Linked DNA regions of Mus musculus: region 2 is linked to region 1. Evidence: chromatin contacts called from public Hi-C data. All regions are on one chromosome and are shown on one strand. Each heading gives the region's core, a stretch centred on a gene start, on an enhancer-like site or on the middle of the called end of the contact. The rest is flanking DNA. Distances are from core to core; before and after follow the strand shown. Region 1 overlaps Ptprm (protein tyrosine phosphatase, receptor type, M). Region 2 overlaps Ptprm (protein tyrosine phosphatase, receptor type, M).

What was found. Hi-C and Micro-C count contacts between places; a contact is called where the count stands out from the background.
Region 2: a Hi-C map of nephron progenitors shows a contact between it and region 1, with 4 times the contacts expected there. The contact joins two enhancer-like sites. A contact is called at or near these places in 5 of 484 Hi-C or Micro-C datasets (the C2C12 cell line, cerebral cortex, cortical neurons and 1 more) and 4 of 115 datasets of contacts at active chromatin or transcription factors (bone marrow-derived dendritic cells, embryonic basal ganglia, embryonic limb bud and 1 more).

What each region holds. Positions count from the first base shown.
Region 1 is chr17:66,759,010-66,765,600 of GRCm38.p6, reverse strand. It overlaps Ptprm (protein tyrosine phosphatase, receptor type, M), which reads left to right. Exons shown (of 31, transcript NM_008984.2): 18 at 3,385-3,472. Among named protein-coding and RNA genes, the nearest start is that of 1700016K05Rik, 48 kb to the right of the region's middle. Within about 2 kb of position 4,075, at least 9 of the 459 cell types and tissues checked have an H3K27ac peak or open chromatin away from gene starts, as enhancers often do. A contact at or near this core is called in nephron progenitors, where this site is marked.
Region 2 is chr17:67,337,208-67,343,798 of GRCm38.p6, reverse strand. All of the region lies in intron 1 of Ptprm (protein tyrosine phosphatase, receptor type, M), which reads left to right. Among named protein-coding and RNA genes, the nearest start is that of Ptprm, 14 kb to the left of the region's middle. Within about 2 kb of position 3,993, at least 7 of the 459 cell types and tissues checked have an H3K27ac peak or open chromatin away from gene starts, as enhancers often do. A contact at or near this core is called in nephron progenitors, where this site is marked.

The DNA.
Region 1 (6,591 bases), core at 2,826-5,325:
TCTCCCCCTCATCTATCATGTAAGAAAATGCCTGTCTTGTAACAGGAACCAACAACTGCCCAAAACTTACTTGATATGGCTTTAAATTTTTATTACTTTTAAATTTATTACTGTTTCAGGTGTGTCTGGGGGGGGGGGGATGCATGCACGTGACAGCCCAAGTGCAGAAATGAAAGGACAGCTCATTAAAGTAGGTTCTCCTGTCTCACAGTGTGGGTGCTGGGGATCGAACTCAGGTCCGTAGGCTGGGCTTCAAGCACCTTTATCTGCTGAGCCATCTGGCTGGCCCTTTAACATTTTCCTCACTAGAGGCAAGGAAATGCGAACTAGATATGGAAATGAGCCACATACTTTCAAGTAGAAATAGTACTGTCTTTCCCTTTAAAGTCAGCGGCTCAGAAAGCACAGAGATTAGGAGAAGGCATTGATCACCCCACCTACCTCTCTTTACCTCATGAGGCTCTGCGCCATGAACTCATTCACCTTGAGTCTCCAACTCAATAGTTCCCAACCTTCCTAATGCTGCAACCCTTTATTATATCCCCTCATGCTGTGGGACCCTCATAATGTTATTGTCATTGCTACTGTTATGAATTATAATCTAAATATTTTTGGAGATAGAGGTTTGCCAAAGGGGTCGTGATGCACAAGTAGAGAACCACTGCACTGATGCCCACCTTAATAAGCGCTCGGAATAACAGCTCATGAACCCCTTCTAATCAAAACATGCTAAAAGCCAAGGTGCTGAAAAGGGATGGGATAGATTATTTTCCCATTTGCTGATTGGTATCTCCAGTCACCAATTAAATGGAAAGGATAGGGTCACAATAACTGTTTTTAAGAATAGGGGCTCTTGGAAGTCCTGTGATTGCCACACACACCAAAGACACTGCTTCAGGGTGAGCATCAGACCCCGTGGGAGGAGCCTCTGCCTGTCAGGAGTGGGGTGGGATGTCTGTACCTCTGTCACCCCCTCCAATGCAGCAGGAGTTCACCAGAAGATGTCAGAGTCTCCCTCAACGTCAGTTGTCTTCTCCTGTCTTCCTACAAAATAAAAAGGAGATGAATAAAAAAGACCATTTTAGATGTGTAGAAAAGGCAGGGAGAATTGAAATTGGCAATTAAATCATGACAAACTCAAAGTAGAATTACATTGTTAGAAGTCAAATAATAGTTATTACTCAAACTGCGAAATAATTGTCATTCGGAGGATAACAAAGACACTTCTCAGAACAAGAACAGTTGACTTTAAAAGTCCCCGGAGCTATTTTTAAATGTGTCACAGGGCAGAGCTGAGTTAACATACTGTAGCTTGGTATGGGTTACCTGTTTATGATCTCCGGGTTATATAGTGGTCATTCTCTGGATGAAATTACCTGATAAGTTTTCAATTGTACTTTCATCATCTCAATTTATTAATAACTTGAAAAAATTTTATATATCCTTTGTCCTCAGGATATATAAGCCAGTAGTATATGATTGTTACTTTAGCTGTTCATACACACAGCCTCTCATCTTTGTCTTTTTTATTTTATTTTTATTTTATATGTCTGAGTATTTTGTATGTGTGTATGTATTTTGCATGTGTGTACCTACAGAAGCCAGAGAAAGAGCATCTGACCCGCTAAAACTTGGGTTACAGATGATTGTGTGCTCCTGTGTGGATGCTGGGAGCCAAACCCAGGTCCTCTGCAAGAGCAGCAAGTGTTCTAGTCCACTAACTGATCTCTCCAGCCCTCCCCTACGTTTTTCACAATAATAAGTATATTTTAAAAGTAGCATGTCTTTTATGACCATGGCTAAGGGACCATAGATGGAGATGAGCAGTTCATACTCAGTTCCTGTGCTGGTGGCATGGTACTCTGGTCCCAGAATGCCAGGAAGTGGTGGCTGTTGCTGGTTTGTGCCATGGGCACACTGTTGACAAGGCTTACAATCCATGGTTGGACAGAGCAGTGGTCAGGCATTTTCCTGCCTATTAGTTGTGAAAACTCATCTGGGTCAGAGAAACAAGACCTGGTATGATGTAGACGATGGGGGTGGCACAGATTATGTCTGGATGAAGCCTGTGACGTGTGCACAGGTGGCTCTGTGCTCAGGTATCATTTGCTCCTCAGTGGTTCATGGGTTGGAAGTTCGGTCTTTACTGTGCTCATGTTTCGTCTCAAATTGGAGTCTTTAAGAACCAGAACCTGCTGACACGTTCTTAAATCAGCTGGGGGTGGCCCTCTGAAGGGATTATGGAAGCCGAGTCTCTCAGCTTTCCTGTGTTCTACTCTGACCCCTGGCAACCCCACCACCACCACCACCACGTGAGCTACTAACATAATGCCATCTACCACCAGAAGCCAAGCAGACAGGGCTACCTAATCCAGCTGTGAATTAACGTGCCTTTTGTCTTTATAAGTAACCTGCTTCTAGAACATCATATATAGTGTGGGAAATGGACTAATACAAACCAGTTTCCAAAGCCTTGAGTAGTTTATTATATCACAGCAAATATATACTATAACAAGGCAGTGCAGCCCTTCATTCACTGGCAAATATTTATTGAATGCAAACTGTGAGTGGACAAGCTCGCTCTCTCATGCAGTCCCCTCTTCTCAGGCAAACATAGACCGTGCTGAGCACGGTTCACTGTGCACATGGTCCAGTTGCTGTACACCAGGCAGCTCGGTCTGCACCTCCCCGAGCCCTCCCTCTGCAGTGCCAGGGATGACAAGAAATAAGCTTCACTCAACGCCCACGTTTACTACCACGGGCTGCCAGCAACTTCTGCGTGGTGTCGGCCATGCAAGGGCTCCATGGGCACTAGAGAGGGAGTAAGAGCCACCCAGATCAGTCTTGCCACTTGTCCACTCATAGCAAAAAGCATTTTCATTATAAGTGGGACAGAGAAACCTAAGCCCTCAGACACAATACATCCAGATAAAATTCAGAGTATATAGCAGGATTTTAATCTTGAGGTCATAAAGTTTTGGCTTTCCCATTCTAGCCCAGAATAACATTCCTTTGGTTATTTATTGGAGGGGGGGGGGAGGTATATCTTAAAAGAGTAATGGGAACTTGCAATATAATGAAGAAATTTGGGGAAATGTTGGATTTTTTTTTCTCCTTCAAATACTCCAATAGGGCATTGTTTAAATAAATTGTGGGATTTTTCTCTGTATCCTCTATATCTGTGCGGTGCTAGCCAATGTAAAACAAAGCTTGGCGAAAGCCAAATAAAATATTCCCCCAAGTAAGACAGCATCATTCTCACTATGACTGCCTGCCTGACCACCATCCCACATCTGAAGGACACCCCCCCTCCCGTTCCAACCCCTCTGTTCACTACATCTAACTGCTATGCACTAAGTCTCTCTCTCTTTCTCTCTCTTCCAGAGCTTCTTTGAAGGACAGTCTGCACCATGGGACTCTGCTAAGAAAGACGAGAACAGAATGAAGAACAGATACGGGAACATCATTGCATGTAAGTGGTGGTGGCGGCAGTCCAACCCCCCTCCCCCAGGCTCGGGCTGTGAGAATTCACCATGCAATGCCTGCCTTTGTATTTCCGGCAAGAGCTGGTGTCAAGGCCCCGTGCTAAGTGAAGGAAAAAATCGTCTGTGACCCCCAACCACCTCAGTGCATCCTCCCGGAGGGCCTGGTTTTCCTTTGAGATGCAGGGTCTATGGAACACAGGGAATGTCACAAAGCAGAGGAAGAAAATGCATTTTGGAAGGAGCAAACATCGTAGACTTTAACGTTCCCCAACTGCTGCATGAGAATGAACAGAAGTAATGGCTTGGCTCACAGCAGGCTTCTCGCACAGAGCTCCGCACTCTTTGGCACATTAATCCTCCAGACACTGGGTTAGGTAGGTCAGTAATAGCCCCATTTTAAGGGCAGGAAAGCGAAACTCAGGAGTTAAATGATAGTCTCCGTATCACAATACTCATTAGCAAAGGGGCTAGGATTATATCTCAGAAATTCCCAGCGCCTGTGAAACCGAACACTGCCATCCATAATGCCTCAGACAGCTTTTAAATCGAGCCCAACCTCATTAATGTTCCGTAGCCATGCCGAGCTCCGAGCAGATTGATGAGCCCCCTTCTCCCAGGGCTCGGACCATCCATTCTCTGTGTTCAACTGCTCCGAGTCATTCAGGATGACATCAAGGTGCCAGCGGCCCACAGTGGTCACCCAACAGTCCAGCCATTTCTGAAGGAGCAGAAAGCACAACAGCAGGAAGCTGGGCCTGGCGAGCGCCTCTCTCATCACATCTTGTTACTCGGGAATGAACAAACTTGGAGGGCACAGGACCTTCAAGGGAGCTGTGCATTTGCTTCATCGATTGTGAGAGTGCAGCTACATTCTGCCTGCTTGCCGGAGCATTCCTTGACTTGACAGGACAGTTGCTATGGTCGTGACGCCCCGACATTCCCTGTGCTTTTGGAAATGTTCTGATCCGATCAAGTCCCAGGTTGCTAGGTACTTGAAATATGGCTGTCATGACTGAGACACCGATTTTTTTTTTCTTTTAACTTTTGTTTCCTTCCCATTTCTTCTGAGTTTAAATAGCACTCGAGACTAGTGGCTGCCGTCCTGGATGGTTGTTTTCATTACTTTTCTGTCCCCATGACAAAACACTGTGACCAAGGCAACTAATACAAGAAGCATTTAATTTGGGGCTCACAGTTCAAGAGGGTTAGAGTCCATGACCTCCGTGGCAGGAAGCATAATAGCACGGAGGGGCATGACACTGGAATAGTAGCTGAGAGCTTCTATCCTTATCAACAAGTAGAAGGCAAGTGAAAGAGAGAAACCTGGAAGGCATGGGCTTTTGAAACCTCAAAGTTTACCCCCATTGACACACCTCCTCCAACAAGACCACGCCTCCAAATCCTTCCCAAACAGTTCAAGCAACTGGGGACCAAGTACCATGCATAAGAGCCTATGGGGTCATTCTCATTCAAACCACCACAGAAGTACATAGTGTTGACGTGTTTTATACAAAGAAAAGAGTAGTTTTATACACAGAACATGCAGGGCTCTAGCCAAGCCTTGCCTTCCCTTTGGCTACCAATAACAAAAGACTGCTGGCTTTTCAAGAGTATGAATGTCGCAGCCGTGTGCTTCATTGACTGTTTTTTTTAAACTCACCATGGTTGTTTAAGGGTTTGTATCTGTATGGTTGTCACAGGCAGGCAGGGTGCCCCAAGGTTGAGAGTTTGACTTCCCCTTGGTGAAGTGTGTTTGTGCTCTGGTACACTTTATCAGAATTAAACACTGAGATTACACAGATGACAACACCAGCCCTTATCCCTGCCCCAAGACAGAACCAACAAGCGCTTGAAGGCCATGTTAAAGGAAGTTTGGGGAAGTAGAGCTTCAAGCTCGCTTCTCCATGAAGTTTGGTTTAATACTGACCCTGTGGGTTACTTGCGAGGGTCTGTGCATATGCATGTTTGAGTGCATCACATGTGAGGTGGATGTGTAGGTACATAGATGACCAGAAGAGCTTGAGAGCCCTAGTCTATCTCTTTCTGCTATATCTCCTTAGAACACAATATGTCACTGAACTTGGAGCTGGGCTGGTGGCCAGAAAGCTGCATTGTCTTGTCTCTCCCCTCCGTAATACTAAGGTGATGTGTAAGTCACAGCCATGTCTGGCTTTTTTATGCAGGTCCTGGGGATTTGAACAGCAGGCAGTCTTACTGAACTGTCTCCCCTCCAAATGTGTGTCTGTCTGTCTGTCTGTCTGTCTGTCTGTCTGCCTGTCTATCTGTGTGTGTATCTGTCTGTGTCTGTATATATGTGTGTGTATATATATGTTTGTCTATCCGTGTCTGTGTATGTATGTCTGTGTGTATGTATCTGTCTGTCTGTATCTGTGTATGTGTGTATGTGTCTGTCTGTGTCTGTTTATATATGTGTGTGTCTGTCAGTTTGTGTCTTTCTATATGTGTGTGTGCCTGTGTGTGTGCGCGCATGCGCACAAGCATGTGTGTATACACCACTTGCATGACTTGTGTCTGAGGAAGCCAAAAGAGAGCATGGGAGGGCATCTGTAACTGGAGTTACAGATGGGTATAGATAGCCTATGAGTGCTGGGCATCAGACCTGGGTGCTCTGGAAGAGCAGCCAGTACTCTTCACCTCTGAGTCTCTCTCCAGCCCAAGAGACACTAACTATGTGGCGTGTCTATTTTAAAAGCCATATGAGTAGTGCGAAGGTGAGTGGCATGGTAGGAGGACTGGATCTGGCTTGTGTCACAGAAGATGCGCTCAGAAGTGAACAGACTTATATCTTGCTGACACCGGGGGTTTCCAGTCTGAGAGCCAGACAGGCCAAGACAGGCAGGAAATGCTGGAGCTCTTACTGTCAGGTAGGAACCACATTGCAGAAGCCCTGCTGAGACCTGAGGGGGTAATATAAGGAGAAGACACATGATCAGGAAAGACCTGAAGGGAGATCAGGAGAGCATAGGACTTAGGATTAGGAGACAGAATCAAGAGTCCCACTCTGCTTTTAGATGAATGTCCCTGGCCAAGTCATGATTCTACTTAATGACATAATTTTCTAATGACCTATTACAGAAGTGAACCT
Region 2 (6,591 bases), core at 2,744-5,243, 580 kb before region 1:
TCACCTCAGGCACGGTGGAAAGTCAGTTCTTCCAAGGCCACACAGAGAGGACAGAGGTAGATAGCAATAGAGGACAATGGTGGACATGTGCCAGGCAATCACCTGGGGTGACAAGAATCCAGACTCCTGGCCTAAAGAGACTCATTGATCTCTAGAGCAGGAGCATAGAGACAGGAAGGGCAACCACCCCAGGAACTACTGGGGCACACCCGGGAGAGCCATTGCCAGTGTACAGAATTTCCCACAGTTCCTCTCACCAGTGTTAGGAAGCATCTGAGGATGACTGCAGGAATTGAAAATTCCAAACTCATATCCTGTGTGTGTGTGTGTGTGCGCGCGCGTGCGCGCGCGCGCGCGCGCATAGGCACCTGTGCACAATGAAGCTACCACTTTCTTGTGCCAAGGGAGAAAAATGAATTCAGAAACAAGTTGTTTTATAGACACAATATTCCATGCCAGGCCTCCAGGTTGATGTCTCTGTCATCAATGTGGCATCACTCTGGAATGAGGGACATAGGCAGAAGAGAAAAGGCAGTTCCGAGGTGCTCAGAAGCCCTGTGGTTTCCGCTCTCTCTGTTTCCAGATCTGAGCTCTTTGGAGATGACTCATTCAGAGATAATCAGGAGACTAGATAATCCGTGAAGTATTTTGGGACGATTACTTCCCTGCGCACACTTCTGCATCTCATGCTCACTGAAACATATGGGCAGCGAAGGAATAATTTGCTGTAGGGGGTCCCCTAAGCAAAGGCAGAGGCTTGACATTTCCAGTTCCTCCCTGGCTGGGTTCAGACACTTGAAAATTTCACTTCCTTGTCATTTCGGTCAAGGAAGAAAGGCTCTTGTCAAAACCTGTCTCTAGCAGAGGTGGCTCATTAAACTATCTTTCATATGACATGCCTAATAGGATGTCACCTTGATAAGTTGGTCTCTGCATTCAGACATATCATTTGTAAAAGGAAGGTATGTGATCCGAGTACCTATAAGGTCTCTCCAGTTACTCACAGAGTGGGAGGACTAGCTTGTCTGGAAGTATAGCATGCAAGAATGGACCTGGGCCAGAGGGTCCCAGTTGATCACCGAGGTTGCTCCAAATGTTAGGACTGTGGGGGCCCGTCTGAGAACTGTGTGATGGACCCTGAGGTAGCTGGTGAAGAGAGGGGGTACTGCAGGCATGTGGAGGGGTGTGGGAGGACATGTCTGCCACAGGCTGGAGCTGCCTAAGCCAGGATGCTTTGCCATCTCTTTCTACACTAGTCAGCACAGGTGTCAGCCTCAGGTGCCACCAAGGGCTCTGCAGCAACTGGTCCATTTAGGGCTATGACTTTTGATGTAAAGTTTGACAATGCAGATCAGCCTTAGTTCAAAGGCTTAGAATGGACAACGGTGATCAATGACCATAGACCAAATCCTAATTCTGGGCAAGCGTTGTGTGACAAAACTTTTCCTGGGGTGGTGAAACACCCTTGTCTACTCACCCCCCAGATAGGGAGCCCACAACAGAGTACAGTCCAATTTGGCAAACCAATGACTTACTTTCAGGAAAACGGGTGAGGGGTCACTTAAAGGAGCAGACATGACTCACAGACAGCCACATCACCAAGGATGGCTCCAACATGGGAGGCAGGTCAGGAAAGCTGGGAGCCTGGAGCACTCTGCACAGCCTACAGGGAGCACCTCACATAGGAGAGAGTTCTTTTCTGGTGCCTCAGCTGGTCCAAAACTCCTCGGGCAGCTCTGCTGGTCCCAGAGTCTTCATTGAAGTTTTTCTTCTGTTTTTTTTTTGTTGTTGTTGTTGTTGGGGTTTTTGTTTTGTTTTGTTTTGTTTTGTTTTGGCGCAGTTCAGACTTTTCCTCCTGAAAGAGTCTCTGTTTTTATTGTTTACTCTGATAGGGAGTGGCCTTGTGAATCTGATCAATTTCGCTGGCCACCCCTTCTTTAGAGCTCCCCTATAAAATGGACTGTTTTGATGATGGCATCCTAAAAAAGGGACGCTGGAGGGAACTGTTGCAGAACAGCTAGGCACTATGTTGTGGGGATATGAGATTCTCAAACTTATTGGGGGCTCTGAAGCTAGGGGAAGCTGTGCTGAGAGAACCCACAGAGGTCCTGAGAGGTCAGAAGGTTTCCACCCATGATCAACTCGGGTCATTGAGCTGAGAGACTCATGCCTCAAGCCCCATGAGAATAGTGACCTTTTCCTGAGTATGTGAAGTGTAACAAAACGTGTGGCAATTGCAGTATGGCTAGAATAACGTTGAGTGGGGCTATGTTATAGATCTGTGTGTGGGTGTATTACAGAGCTGTGTAAGGGTGTGTTACAGAGCTGTGTAAAGGTATGTTACAGAGCTGTGTGGGGGTGTATTACAAAGCTGTGTGGGGTTTATTGCAGAGCTGTGTGAAGGTGTATTACAGAGCTGTGTGGTGATGCGTTGAATTGAACTGTGGCGCATTATATTGTAAATTTCTATGACCTGCTGGGGGAGATTTCCTTCTGCACCTTAGTTCTAAGAGAAGAGGCAATTCCTCTGAGCACTTAGTTTCTTCTCGGCAAGCCGTTGCCTGACATAACCCCTCACTTTCCTCCTGTTGCACGTCAGACCACATTCAAAGACCTATTCTACTGTGCGAGAGCCATTTTCAAACTGAGAAGGTCCAGCCAAGCTGTCCCACATCAGTAAGAAATCAAGGGGTTTGTTGGCTCTTCTCACAGAGAAGGTCACATGAGCAGGGCTCCCTCGGAGTCTAAGTCTTCTCAGAGGATCTTTTCTCTCTGTGATGTTTTTAAGGAGTTACAGGCAACATTCCCTGGACTCCAGTAGAGAGATAGATTCTGCTCCCCGATGGCACAGTTGGGCCCCGAGATTGGGCTGGGAGGAGAAATAGGCTGTTCCCAGTGGAAGACAGCAGACGACATCCGAGCCAAAGCGACTAACACCCGATCTGTCCTTTATTGATCCTGGTTTCTGGATCCTTTCCTTGGCCCAATTCCTAGTCTCCTCTTGGTTTTTCTTAACCTATTTTAATATGCTTTCCTTGTTTTAATCTCATTATACTCATTATAAATGCAGCAAATCTTTTGGGAACTGGGCGGAGGTGGCAGAAAAGGAGTCCAAGCCTTGTCACTTATTTGAATCATTATTCTAAATGTAACTAAACTCCCAGGCTTCTCTCCCCCCTCCCCCTTTTCGGCAGGCATTCATTTCCTTGTTTTGTGCTGTTTTAAAGAGTCTCATGCTGCAACCCGAGCCAGCTTAGAATTTACTGCGTAGATCAGGGTGGCTCTGAACTTGGGGCCATTCTCCCGTCTCTTCCTGTTAGGTGCACATTTATATAGATGGGGAACCCAGGAACAGAAGTTATGACAGCCACAGTCGCTCTCAGACTCATCCCATTATGGATTGCTGTCTAAGGCTAGGCTGTCTAGCTCAGTGGTAGGGAACCTGATGATCATATCCAAGGCCTTCATTCTCAGCGCCAAAGGGAAGGTATCAAAGCTTTTGGTTACACTTGCAGGGTGGAAAGGCTTAGGGATAATCTGATTAAACATTTTATGCTGACACAGTAAAGAGATGGAAGACTCTCTACATTGGAAAGATGGTGCATTGCTTTGTTATCAGCGAACAACAAATGATCTATAGACGTAGCTGGGTCAAACAGTCAGTGACAGTAACTCATTCACTCGAAGTAACCATCATCTTGGAGGCTTACTGCCTCCGTCTGCTAACCTAGGCCTAGTCCTGGGAGTTTCTGGCCTGTGTACAGCCTTACATAGGCCTAGAAGGTTTTGGCCCTCTAAGACTTGTTGCTGAGCAAGCTCGTCCTTCCTGGTTCTGATCTCTAGCTGTCTGCTTTAGCTCAGCTGTTCTGCCTCAAACTCTTCTCGAATCTGACTGACCGAATCTGGTATCTCCCAGCCGGCAGTGTTCAAGTTTTAGAAAGGAAGGAGGTTTCAACTGGGAAAGGAAGGGTTAACCTCACTGCTCTCTGTCTTCTGAATGAGGAAGCTGCTAACCTCAGTGGATCCAGTTGGAACTGGATAGGGTCACTCCATGCCTTTGTGGTTCATGAATTGGCTTCAGATATCAAATGACAGGATCCACAATCCTTGTCTCTGGGGGCATCAGGCAGGTAAAATAGCCTGTTGAAATCCCCACTAAAGCCCTGTGAGGCCAATCATGTGGTCCTTCTAGGACGCTTTGTCCCTGTGGTAAGGGGAGAGATGATCCCGTGCAGAACACAGTGCTTGTCTGAATAGCTGCTGCCCCTGGAGTCCCGGGACCATCACTGTTACCTGCAAATCCCAGAGGGTAAGGCTTTTCCCAGCCCCCATGAGTCTTCTGTGTGAAATTCTGACTCAGAAACTAACCGCCATCTTTCCCGACTCCTCTCAGGAGCATGGTAAAGGATGCACATGTACAGCAGCTGTGCCATGCCTAGGTTGTTGTCTAAGGTTGTTTTCTAATCCCCTTGTTTTTATGGGATGGATGGCATTGATATCACAGAGTGTTTCAGGATGCTACACCGACAGAGGGAACAGCTAATTTGGGATCCTTTTCTTCTGGCCTCTTGGGTCCAAATCCCCTATTTTCGTCTCCTCTTATGTACATCGTACTTTTAAGCTGTGTTTAGTATAGTCTTCACGTTGATGTTAAAAATAATTCTACAATTGTTGTAGGCCAATACCGCAACGTACTCACTGCTATTTTACAGCCCCTTGAAATAGTAAATTAGAAAGACGCTTAGCTCTAAGCAAATCGAATAAAATTAATTAGAGATTTCTTCATCTTTTCTCAAGCAAAAAAAAGGGCACAATGCTATCTGCTCTGTCGTTTTCTGGTGTCCTCTTCTAAGTAGAGCTGTGGGTTTCTAATGCCTATGTTTTCATCTGACAATCCGAGTGAAGCAAAAGGTTTGTTCCTCTGTTGTTGTTATTGTTGTTGTTGATTCTTTTGTTGTGATACACTACTAGGACAAGTTCAACTTAAAGAGAAAAAGAGTTTATTCTGGCTCATGGTTCAAGTGTGTAGTCTGTCATCTCGGGTATACAAGGCCAAAGAGCTTGAAGCAACCCAGGGGATCTACAATCAGGATCAGAGAGAGAGAAAAATGTCTGATGCTCGGCTCCTGTTCTGGACTTGCTTGCTTCAGGACCCTAGCCAAGGAATGGTGCCGCCCATGGTGGGCGGGCCTTCCCACTTTAATGAACTCAAGATTCTTCTCCTCTCCTCACAGGCATGCCCAGACGTTCTTCTCCAGATTCTGTCTAGATTCAAGATTCTATCTAGTTAAATGTTAAAGCTATCTCAAGGGTAAACTATGGGAGCAAAATGCCTTATGAAGATGAGGAGGCAGCCCAGTCAGGAAAGCCCTTGCTGTTCAAGAATGAGGATGCAAATTAGAGCATCAAAAACTCACCGGAAAAAACTCCAAGTGTGATGGCCCATGCTTCTAGTCTCAAAGGTGGGTAGGCAGAGAAGGCAGGCCCTCGGGACTCTCTGAGGAGCCAGCCTGGTCTTTTTGGAAAGTTCAAGGTTAGTGAAAGACCCTGCCTTAAAAAGCAAGATGGATGGTACCTAAGGAATAACACTTAAAGTTGTTGTCTCACCTATACATGCAATGCACACACACACACACACACACACACACACACAAGCACATATCGATACATACAGACATACATGCACATAAACACACACACAAGCACATACATATAGATACATAACACATATATGCACATACACACATGCACATACATATTAATATATTACACAAAAATGCACACACACATACATATAGATACATACATACACATACATACACACACACGATAGCACATGGTATAATTTAAGTGTATTTTAAGAACTTTGCCGCAGGCTGAGCAGGCCTTAGGAGTGGCTGAAGACTTCACCTCTAACAGCCTTTGGTAGAGTGTATATCTGTATTTGAGAGATCTGGTTCTGGGGAAAAAATCCGCTAGAAGAATCTAAAAACATATGCTTTGTTTCTTTGAGTCTGTCTTTTACAGACCTTTTGAAAGAACAACATTAGAATAAGCTGCACTAATAAAAGTGAATATTAAGCAAGTATTCACCGGTTTAGGATAAATTTACAAATTTTTACCAATCCGTACTAATTGAACATGTCCAATGGGGTTTGGTGTGCTAGCTCCATACTCAAATCGGCCTTGCATTGATCAGATCCACAGGGAGTTAACAGAATATGCTTGGGCTTTTACTAAAGTGGCTTGGCCATAACAATGGTCAACCATGGCAGATGCGTATGAGTGCTCACCCTGAGCCAGCAGGGACAAAGCACGGGGTTTCCTCCTGCCAAGGGCGTTGACAATATACAGAGAATATAGAGTCCTGTTTGCTTCTGTTGCCAGAGAGCTTATAACTTGTTTCAGATCTCCTGATAGTAGACAAAGTCAAAGAAAAGTAGATATTCCAGTGTTGCGAGTACCAGAAAACATGAGGTTGAGAAGGGTAATCTGAAAGGTTGAGTTCTCAGCTATGGGGCGCTGGCCATGTGTGGCCACAGTAACATCAAGGTCTCTTGGATGCCTAGTTCCTTGGGGTTTCATCTCTGT